2 separate regions of the Mus musculus genome follow, and region 2 is linked to region 1. A link is a contact called in public promoter capture Hi-C data. All regions are on one chromosome and are shown on one strand. Each heading gives the region's core, a stretch centred on a gene start, on an enhancer-like site or on the middle of the called end of the contact. The rest is flanking DNA. Distances are from core to core; before and after follow the strand shown.

Region 1 (4,830 bases), core at 964-3,463:
CTGATTGATTGTGTCATGCCCAGAACTCCCTTTTGAGATAGGGTCTTACTGTGTAACCCTGGCTGTCCTGGAGCTCACTATGTAGACCAGAGTAGCCTCAAACCCAAAGAGATTCACTTGCCTCTGCCTCCTGAGTGCTGGGATTGCAGGCCTGTACCATTTTATGCAGTTGGGGGGGGGGGCGGGGACACACTGCTGCTTATCTGAACTCATTAAAATGTTCCTTAATAGCCGGGCAGTGGTGGTGCACTTGGGAGACAGAGGCAGGTGGATTTCTGAGTTGAGGCCAGCCTGCTCTACAATCCAGCCAGGGATACACAAAGAAACCCTGTCTCAGAGGGGAAAGAAACTTAGATCCTGTGTATGAGAGAAATCATGCAGTATGTGTTGCAGTCTGACTTATTTTGCTTTGCATAATGATCTCAGTCCCTTCATTTTATCTGGAAATGTTATCATTTCATTCTTCTATGGCTGAATAAAATTCCATTGTGTGTAAAGAACATTTTCTTTCTCCATTCATTTGCTGTTGGACAAGCTAGCTGGATCCACATCCTGGCTATTGTGACCAGTCTTGCAATACGGATGTACAGATATCAATGTTGTATTCTAGCCCTTCTTGGTTTTTGTTTTTTTTTTTGTTTGTTTTGTTTTGTTTTGTTTTTTCAAGACAAGGTTTCTCTGTGTAACAGAGCCCTGGCTGTTTTGGAGCTCACTATGAAGATCAGGCTGGCCTTGAGCTCACAGAGATCCTCCTGCCTCTGTCTTCCAGAGTGCTAGAACTCAAAGCATGCACCACCATGCCAGGCCTGCCTTTTTTGGTTTGGTTTCTTGTTTTTGTTTGAGGCAGGGTCTCTAGCAGTGCAAAATCACACAGGGTAGGGTCTCCTCCCATCTAAAGGCTCAGGCTGGCCTTGAGCTTTCTAGCCATCTTCCTGCTGCTCGCTCCAGAGTGCTGGGATCAGAGGTGTCAGGAAGCTGATTGTTTCCCATTTGAATACACGGTGACAAATGATCCTCCCAATCCCTGGGGAAGCTTGTGCTCCCATCCGGTGTGAGGCCACCCGCCTGGGAAGGAGGGTCGGAAATGTAGGGTGGTCTCCTTAACTGTCTTACATCCCTAAACTCCAGAAGTTCAGAGCCAATCAGAAGAGAACCGAAAGTGGTGTGTGCTTTTAATTCCAGTAGAAGGGGCAGATCTCCGAGTTCTTTAACAGTCTGGTCTACACAGGGAGACCCTGACTTGTTTTAAAAAGAAAGAAAGAAGACAGAGCAGAGACGCCTTCAGAGCTTGTTCAACAAGGTTGAGTGAAAGACCACACTCCATTACTATATTGTGGCCTACATTGATGAAAAAAGAAAAACAGACAAACAAACAAACAAACAAACACCAAAAAAACTAAGGTTGCGTGAGCTCATCTCTTCTCACACGCCATCATAATTTTCTTGTTTGTTTGTAGACAGGGTCTTGTTATGTAGCTTAGGATGGAGTTTGCTATGTATTCCAGGCTAGCCCCAAACTCTCCATCCAGCCTCAACATCCCAGGTGTTAGGGTTACAAGCCTGTACCGCTGCCCCCAGTGTGACTTATTTCTTTGTTGCTTATAGCACAAATCTGACAGGGCAATCACCAGCCCCCTGTAGATGTCTGTTCCCTTCTGTATATCCCACAGTACAGTTAGCCTTCCATGTCTGCAGCCATTCATTCATGCAACTGCAGAGGCAAAATAATCACATTTGCACTGGGCATACAGAGATTGTTTTACTTGCCTCCTAAACAATACAACACACTACTTACACAGTATTGACACTGCATCAACAGTTATAATAGTCTAGAGGAGCTATAAAGTATATGAACAGATGTGCATAGGTTATATGCAAGTATGACATTGTATCTAAGAGATTGGGGCATCGGTGGCGTTCGGTCTCTGCTGGAGAAGTCCCAGAATCAATCCTCTGTGGATGCCAAGAGACAACTGTACCAATACATAGTGGGGCCTCTATAACCACTCCTTGAGTGGATAGTGAGTAAGTCCTATGTGTAAGAATGTACGGGTCCCAGCAGCCCTACAGTCATTGGGTAACTGAGACTGAGCAGCAGGATATAGCTGGCAAAGCCATCTTCCTTCCTGGCTTCTGGGCCCTGATACCCTGTACCCTCACTCACCCAGCAGGCAGTACATCCTCCCTCCTTGGCTCCTTCCTCTGCAGTCTCTGGGTCTTTCCAGGGCACCTGTCCTGTTCCTTGGGTAGCTTTATACCTGGGACTGAGCCTTAGAGCCGCCCAGGAGGGAGGGGAGCTAGTCCCTAGGAAAGCAGCAGACAGGGCCCTGCCAGAGAATGACACAGACCCAGCTAGGGCATAGAATAGAGAGTTTTGGGAGGGACCAAGATGAGGGCATATATTCCAGGCCAACCAGAGCCCCCAGGGCTAGAAATAGCCAGCGAAGGGGACACTAAGTTGACACCCTAGACCCCTAAGGCCCCCAAATTTGACCTTAAACCCTGGTGGTTGGAAAGCAGGGGGCAAGGGCGGGAGAGGATTATGGGGGACAAAGGGAGCCCTGCTCCCTGCTGCTCTGCACGTCCTGGGATCCAGTTTCCCAGGAGGAGGCCGCCCCCTGCTCCGCCCATGGGGACCCAGGTACTGGGCCCTGGCTTTCAAGGAGTTTGGGAAAGGAGCAGGGGGAGTGGTTTGAGAACCCCATGACCCACACCCAGGTGTGCCCCTGGATACAGGGACATACACCGCACAGGCAATATCACATGTTTGTTTGCTCCAGTACTCATGGGTCATAGAGCCAGTCCCTACTTCAGGTGCTTGGCACAGAATATGGAACAAGATAAGCAACAGATCCCTGCCCACATGGAGCCGACCCTCCTAGGCATGTCTGTATGCACATATCCTATCAGGTTTGCATGTATCACATACCCAGAGTCCTAGACAGATACATACTTATCTGTACAGACGCACACAGACAAACAAACACATCCCAAAACAGCTGGAATCCCAGCTCGAGCACCTACGGCATACAGCTGTGCACTTGGAGGTAATCACACTTCTCATGTGCAGCTGACAGGAGTCCTCACCCTGCCAATCTCAGCCTCTGAGGCGGTCCTGTCCCTCTGCCTAGGTACAGTATACATGTGCAGGCGGCCTCACGTGCGTGCTCCTGAGACTTCTTCCCTGGGGATGTCCGGAGGTGCAGAAAAGCTCCTTCTGGCCCCTCCCCAGAGCTGTGGGAACTTGCCCACCATGGAAGGATGCCGTTTGCACTCTGACACAGAGTGTGCCAGCCAAATGCTGGTCCTTATTCCCTTGAGGGCTGGAGGACAGTTCGCTCCACCTCCCCTGGTAGAGGATAATGTGGAGAGAAACTTGTATTCATTCACTTAGCAGATAGAGTACAGCTCCTACTGTGTGTGGCACTGGGGTTAATGGAAGATATCCCCAGTGGAGAAGACCAACAAGAAACAGAAACTGACGAAAGCTGATGCTTCAGTCCGCATGACAGCACATGTTTAAAATCCTAGGACTAAGAAGGCTAGAGAGGGGGACTCTTGACTTTGAGGCCAGCCTGGACTACATGAGACCCTGTCTCAAAGTAAAATCAAGTAAAATAAAACAACACAAAGTTTTCTCAGTGACAAGTGCCTAAGAAGCCAAAAGGATTCAGAGTGATTAGTTGAGGGTGGGGAGTGAGGCAAAATTAACTAAGGAATCCAAGGTCCAGAAAGGGGTAGCCACTTACCTGGAATCACACAACAAAACTCGGGCAAATCCTAGACCCTGTCCCCAGCTCGGGGATGGGAGTGGGTGTCCCAGATCTGAACTGTGGGCTCAGGAAGGAGGTTGAGGACACAAAACAGTTCTGAGTAGGGGGTTTCTAGGCAGCATCTCCAAAGATGGGGGCTGCCAGGTTGGCAGGTAGGGCCAGTGCTAGGTAGGTGATGATGTCAGGGGATTAGGGAAGGCCTATTGAGTGGGTGCACTGAGGCGTGGGCCAGGCCGTGGCAGTGGAATAGAGGGAGGAGGCGGAGGGGAACAGATACTTGATCTCCACTACTCGCAGGTGAAGGCGTGCGTGGCCTCACCCAGAAGGGAAGGCCAGACCCCACCAAAGAGCTGGGGGGTTCACCTCTCATCCCAGGGCCAGCTCTTTTTTGTTCAAAGTGACCAGCTTAGTGTTAGGGAGGTCAGCAGCCCCATCACCCTGTCTCACCCTGCCCTGAGGGTCTGACCATCTCTATTGCAGTTCTGGTCTTGAGAGAAGCCGACGCCTTGGGAATTCTAGCAGTTTAAAGGTCAGCAGGCTTGAAAGTCCTGCCTGTGTTCACCACTGGCTTGAGAAAGTTAATCTCTCTGAGATTTGGTCTTTACTTCCTTCCTTGTCTGTGGTATTAAGAACAGAACTCGTGCGAGGCTCGGTGGCACACGACTTTAATCCTAGCACTAGGGAGGCAAGGATATCTGTGAGTTAGAGGCCAGCCTGGTCTTTATAGTGAGTTCCGGTTGACACCCTGTCTCAAATACTGGCGGGTGGGAGGAAGTAGAGTTGAACCGAGGCCCTTCCTATGCTAGTAAAATGCTGTTTTTCTGAGTTACACTCCTGGCATTACATTTTGTTTATTTGTGTACATGCGTTGTGTACATACAGGTGTAGGTGCTTGTGGAGGCCAGGAGATGGCACTAAATCCTTCTGTAGTTAGAGTTGCAGGCGGTTGTGAGCTCCCTTTAAGCTGGCTCTCCAGCCCTACTGAGTTTGTTTTTTAAGACAGGGACTCAGTCTATAGCCTAGATTGCCAAAAAAAAAAAAAAAAAAAAAAAAAAAA
Region 2 (4,559 bases), core at 1,608-4,107, 220 kb after region 1:
TGTAGCACCCAGGGTTTCCCCAGGGCCTTCAGGATGGCCTCTATTTAGCACATCCTCTCTCCACACGGCCTCCTTCCCAGTGATCTCCTGCTGTGAAGGCCCACTGTCAGGACCCTCTGGCTCCTTCCACAAAGATTTCCTAGGTGTTCATGATCACCGTTTCCTGTTGGTACCCCTGCAAGCCGCAGCTATGGCATCTCCTCCACAAAGCGCCTTTCAAAGCCCCTAGTCCTGGAGAAGTGTGACCAAGCAGATGTAGACTAGCTATGTACCCATAGCTATGTTTACTAGCAGCAAAGTAACAGCCAGTAATAGGGGTGGCAGAAGATGGAAAAAGAGTCCGTCTCCAACACCACTGTGCTAGCCACTGCTGATAGGCATTACTTGGGTTTTCTCTGCCCCGTCACCCAACACCCCGGGAGCTGTTTTCCTCTTTTCGCAGGAGGAAATGTGCAGGGGGGGAATGCTTTGTCTGAAAGAGCTGGGATGGAACCCGAATCTGACCTAAATCCAAAAGAGAAAAGAAAAGAAAAAAAAGAAGAAAAAAAGAAAAGAAAAGAAAAAAAACAAACCAAAAACAAAAACGGAGAAAAGGTGAGGCCGGGCAACCTCGGGTACATAAAAAGAGGTTAGGAATTTTCCGTGGATCAGAACCAAATCTCCCAAGCTCCGCCTGGGTCCCATTCTTTAGGCTCAGCTTCCGAGGAGGTAACCCACTAGAGGACCCAGCTTTCAGGGCCCACACTTGCAAGGGCGGTGGTGCGTCCCACTTACCAGCCTCCTGGACGTCCCCCCAACCAGTGGCCCAGCAGGCAGTTCCGTGAGCGAAGAGGTGCGAGGCACGAGGCAGGCAGACCGGCCGCACAGAGGGGCCCAGCTTGGCTGGCGAGGCCAGGCGCAGCAGAGCCAAGTCTGCGCCCAGTTCCACTGTGCTGTAGTTGTCCGGTATCAGGATGGTGGCCACTGAGCGCATGTGCGCTCCTTCCAGGGGCCCGTCCTGGGAGTGCACGCCCAGCAGAACTGACAATTCGTCCGCGGGCTCCAAGGTTCCATTCCTGCTCCAGTGCCGGGGAGAGAAGGGGACTAGGTTGGCCCTACGGAGTCAGTCCTTGGGACTGGGGACTCAGAGCCAACGGGGAGCTAGGGTCAGTAGGAACCCAGCGAGAGAGCGAATCCAGATTTTTCACCGTGGAAGTCGAAAGGGTCAAATAGGACTTGGAGATGTCAGTGGGAGCGTTGGAAAGATTTCTATTCTAGGGTATTCAGCCTGGACAGCGTGGCATTGCCAGGCAGGAAGGATAAGCAGGGAAGGTTGAGCTGCTGCGCAGGGTTAGCTATAGGAGAGAACCTGGACAAAGACTATACTCACGTCACGAAACAGTGAGCAGCGGAGAGGACCCAGGAAGGGGCGATGAGGGAGCCCCCGCAGATGTGGCCCCCACCTTGATGCAGGCTCACCTGCCATGGCCAAGTGCCAGGATGAGCGTCCGAGCCCCCCACAATGCGGGAAGAGGGCTCAGGGCGGCCGCAGTCTGCAATAGAGACCCCCTAGAAGTCAAAGCTCGGTTAGGGTTCCCCTCCTCTCCTAATCCCTTGGACTCCAGAGACCCTGGTAACTCGGGGAGGGTGGTGGTGGAGCCTGAACCCCTTCAGTTTGCCCTTCTGAACATGAGCAAGCCAAAGCTGGAGGGCCCGGGCACTTCCAATTCACTCATGACCTAGCCAGTTTGAAACTTCTTTAGGATTCAAGACAGCCTTTAGTGCCAGCGCTCAGGAGGCAAAGACAGGTGGATCTCTGTGAGTGTGAGGTTAGCCTGGCCTATGAGAATGAGTTTCAGGATAGCTAGGACTATAGAGAGAGACCCTGTCTCAAGAGCAAAGCAAAGCAAAGCAAAGCAAAGCAAAACGAAAACAAAAACAAGCAAGCAAACAAAAGACAAGATTGGAGGCAACTCATGCCTCTCTCTTACCTAGGTCTTCAAATTCTCCTTGGGTAGGACTGACCACTAGAAGACAGAAGACAGAGAGAGAAAGACGCTCCTTCAGCCCCGACACTGCCAGCACCATCTTCCTGCTCTTCCTGGGCTTTTGCTGCCCTCAGTCCCCCGGTTCCCTGTTTCAGCCCTTTGGTCTGCCTACACTGAGGCATCTGAGCCCAACTCTCCCCAGTCCATCAGTCTTACCTGAGTCCTGGAAGGCTCCTGGAGGGATGGGACTGACCACTGAGAAGACAAGAGGGAGGCAAGGAAAGTCTGGAGAGATGATGCACTTAGGTGTGGCTCTTTCTCCTTCCATCCTATTTTACAGTGTTCCATCTCCCCATGGCATGCAGGCCTCCTTTCCCCTTCCCCTTCTGCACAATCCCTCGGGCTCCTGGTATGGCCCTCTCCTCCTTCCACCACCCTCCCGTCCTTCCTCTTGACACTCTGCTCCTCTGCCTACTCTGCTATCTTACTGCCATAAGGGATGCAGGGTATATCTCCTGCTTTTCAGCTCTCTAGGGTTGGTATCCAGGCTTCTTAAAGCCCGGTCCTCTGAACTTACCCATGATTACAACTGGGAGAAACAGGTGATGGGACATGGTCTACTAAAGTCAGCTGGAGGCACAGAGGCAGGTGAGAGGCTGCTTCCTGCCACCACTCTGTCACCGGACTATGTAGCTGGTTCCTCCTGATGGTCCCAGGGGTAGCCCCACCCTCCCTGGCTGGAGCCCATCTGTGGGAATCTGAGAGGATCTGGGCCTGAAAGGGGAAAATAGGGAGGTCAAAGGCCCCACCCTGAATTCTGGTGCATCTCACATATCTGGAGGCTCAGAGTGGAGGTAGGGCGGTGTCCTCACTCCAGGACACCTGTTGGATGTGGAGAGTTGAGCAGGGCGCCCCGTGTGTTAAACCGACTCAGAGGACTGTGGTGGGTGGAGTGCTAGGAGCACATGCCCTGGGTCCGTGGAAGAGCAGGATGGGGCTGGGCAGTAGCCCTTGGCATGACTCACCTGAGACCTCACCCTTGATTGGGGTGTGGCTTCCCCAGTGGCTTGGCCTTTTCTTCTCACACAGCTCTGGTTACTGGAGTTGCTGGCCAGGCCTGGGACAGGAACTCTAGGGAATTCAATTCCATCCTAACAAAGGGATCACAGATTCTGCCTTGTTGAGCAAGGCCTGGGGGTACTGGAGAGGACTAAGCAGCCTGGTAAAGCTGGAAACCCCTCTGTGCTGGGGTGGTCGACTCTCAATGCTGTTCCTTGCTTGCTCTTCATGTGACTTAGAAAAGTCACTCCGTCTCTTGGTACACTATTTATCATTAGGAGTCTATTTAAGGAAGGTATGGCACTGGGTGTGGTAGTACCTGTGACCCCAACACTGTGAAGTCTGAAAGCACTCCAGTCCACAGTTCCTAGACTACACAGAAGCTGGAGATGTGGGTTAGCTGCTATGATTGCTTGCTGCTCTTCCAGAGGACCTGAGTTCAGTTTCCAGAATCCACAACACCAGCTCACAACCTCCGGTGACTTCAGCTCCAGATTTGGTGCCCTCCTATGCCCTCTCTGTGGGTAACAGCACCCACATGGCATAGAGGGGTGTGTGTGAGTGAGTGTGTGTGTGAGTGTGAGTATGTGTGAGTGTGTGTGCGAGCATGTGTGTGTGTGCGTGTATGTGTGTGTGTGTGTGTGTGTGAGAGAGAGAGAGAGAGAGAGAGAGAGAGAGAGAGAGAGAAACAAGGGAAAAAGCACATGTTTGGGTAGAAGATATAGCTCAATTGGTAAAATGTTTGCCTAGAATGCATGAAGTTCTGGGCTTGATCCCCAGTTTTACATAAAGCAGGCATGCTGGTGAATGCTTATGATCCTAGCACCTAGGAGGTAGGCGGTAGGTGCAATATCAGACGTTCAGTATCAGGGCTGGAGAGATGGCTCAGTGGTTAAGAGCACTGACTGCTCTTCCAGCTGATGCCCTCTTCTGGTGTATCTGAAGACAGCGACAGTATACTCACATACATTAAATAAATAAATAAATAAATAAATAAATAAATATTAAAGGCGGGCAGGCTGGAGAGATGGAGAGATGGCTTAGTGGCTAAGAGCACTGACTGCTCTTCCAGAGGTTCCAGAGTTCAATTCCCACCAACCACATGGTGGCTCACAACCTTCTGTAGTGGGATCCGATGCTCTCTTCTGGTGTGTCTGAAGACAGCTACAGTGTATTCATATAAATAAAATAAATAAATCTTAAAAATTATTTTTTCAAAAGGAGTTCAAGGTCATTTTTAGCTACATTAGGAATTTAAGGCCAGCCTGGGCTACATACATAAGACTTTGTCTCAACAAACAAACAAGCAAACATGACTCTGCTTAGAGGAAGTGAGTGTTTGAGGATAGAGCTTTTTGCATGTGTGGGTAGACTTGAAGGAAACCAAAAAGATGAGGAAGCACTAGCTGGCTGGAATGGAGAGTCTGGGCTGGGGCTGGATTGCTGTCTCCATAGGTAAGAACGATTGTGTTGTAAGCATGAGGAGAACCTGAGATCAAATCCTCAGAACCCGTGTAAAAAGTTAGGCACAGC

The links. Promoter capture Hi-C pulls out the DNA fragments that hold promoters and counts their contacts.
Region 2: a contact with region 1 is called in a promoter capture Hi-C map of hematopoietic stem and progenitor cells, with 3 times the contacts expected there. The contact joins the promoter of Prss36 here to the promoter of Ctf2 in region 1. A contact is called at or near these places in 7 of 39 promoter capture datasets (the C10 cell line, cranial neural crest, hematopoietic stem and progenitor cells and 3 more), 4 of 484 Hi-C or Micro-C datasets (bone marrow-derived macrophages, embryonic stem cells and muscle stem cells), 4 of 115 datasets of contacts at active chromatin or transcription factors (bone marrow-derived macrophages, embryonic stem cells, epiblast stem cells and 1 more) and 4 of 9 other capture datasets (adipose tissue, liver, macrophages and 1 more).

What each region holds. Positions count from the first base shown.
Region 1 is chr7:127,723,403-127,728,232 of GRCm38.p6, forward strand. Ctf2 (cardiotrophin 2) reads right to left here and starts at 2,214. Exons shown (of 3, transcript NM_198858.1): 1 at 2,165-2,214. The coding sequence starts at 2,180.
Region 2 is chr7:127,943,868-127,948,426 of GRCm38.p6, forward strand. Prss36 (protease, serine 36) reads right to left here and starts at 2,858. Exons shown (of 15, transcript NM_001319147.1): 1 at 2,545-2,858; 2 at 2,184-2,222; 3 at 1,971-2,006; 4 at 1,370-1,532; 5 at 775-1,055. The coding sequence starts at 2,581.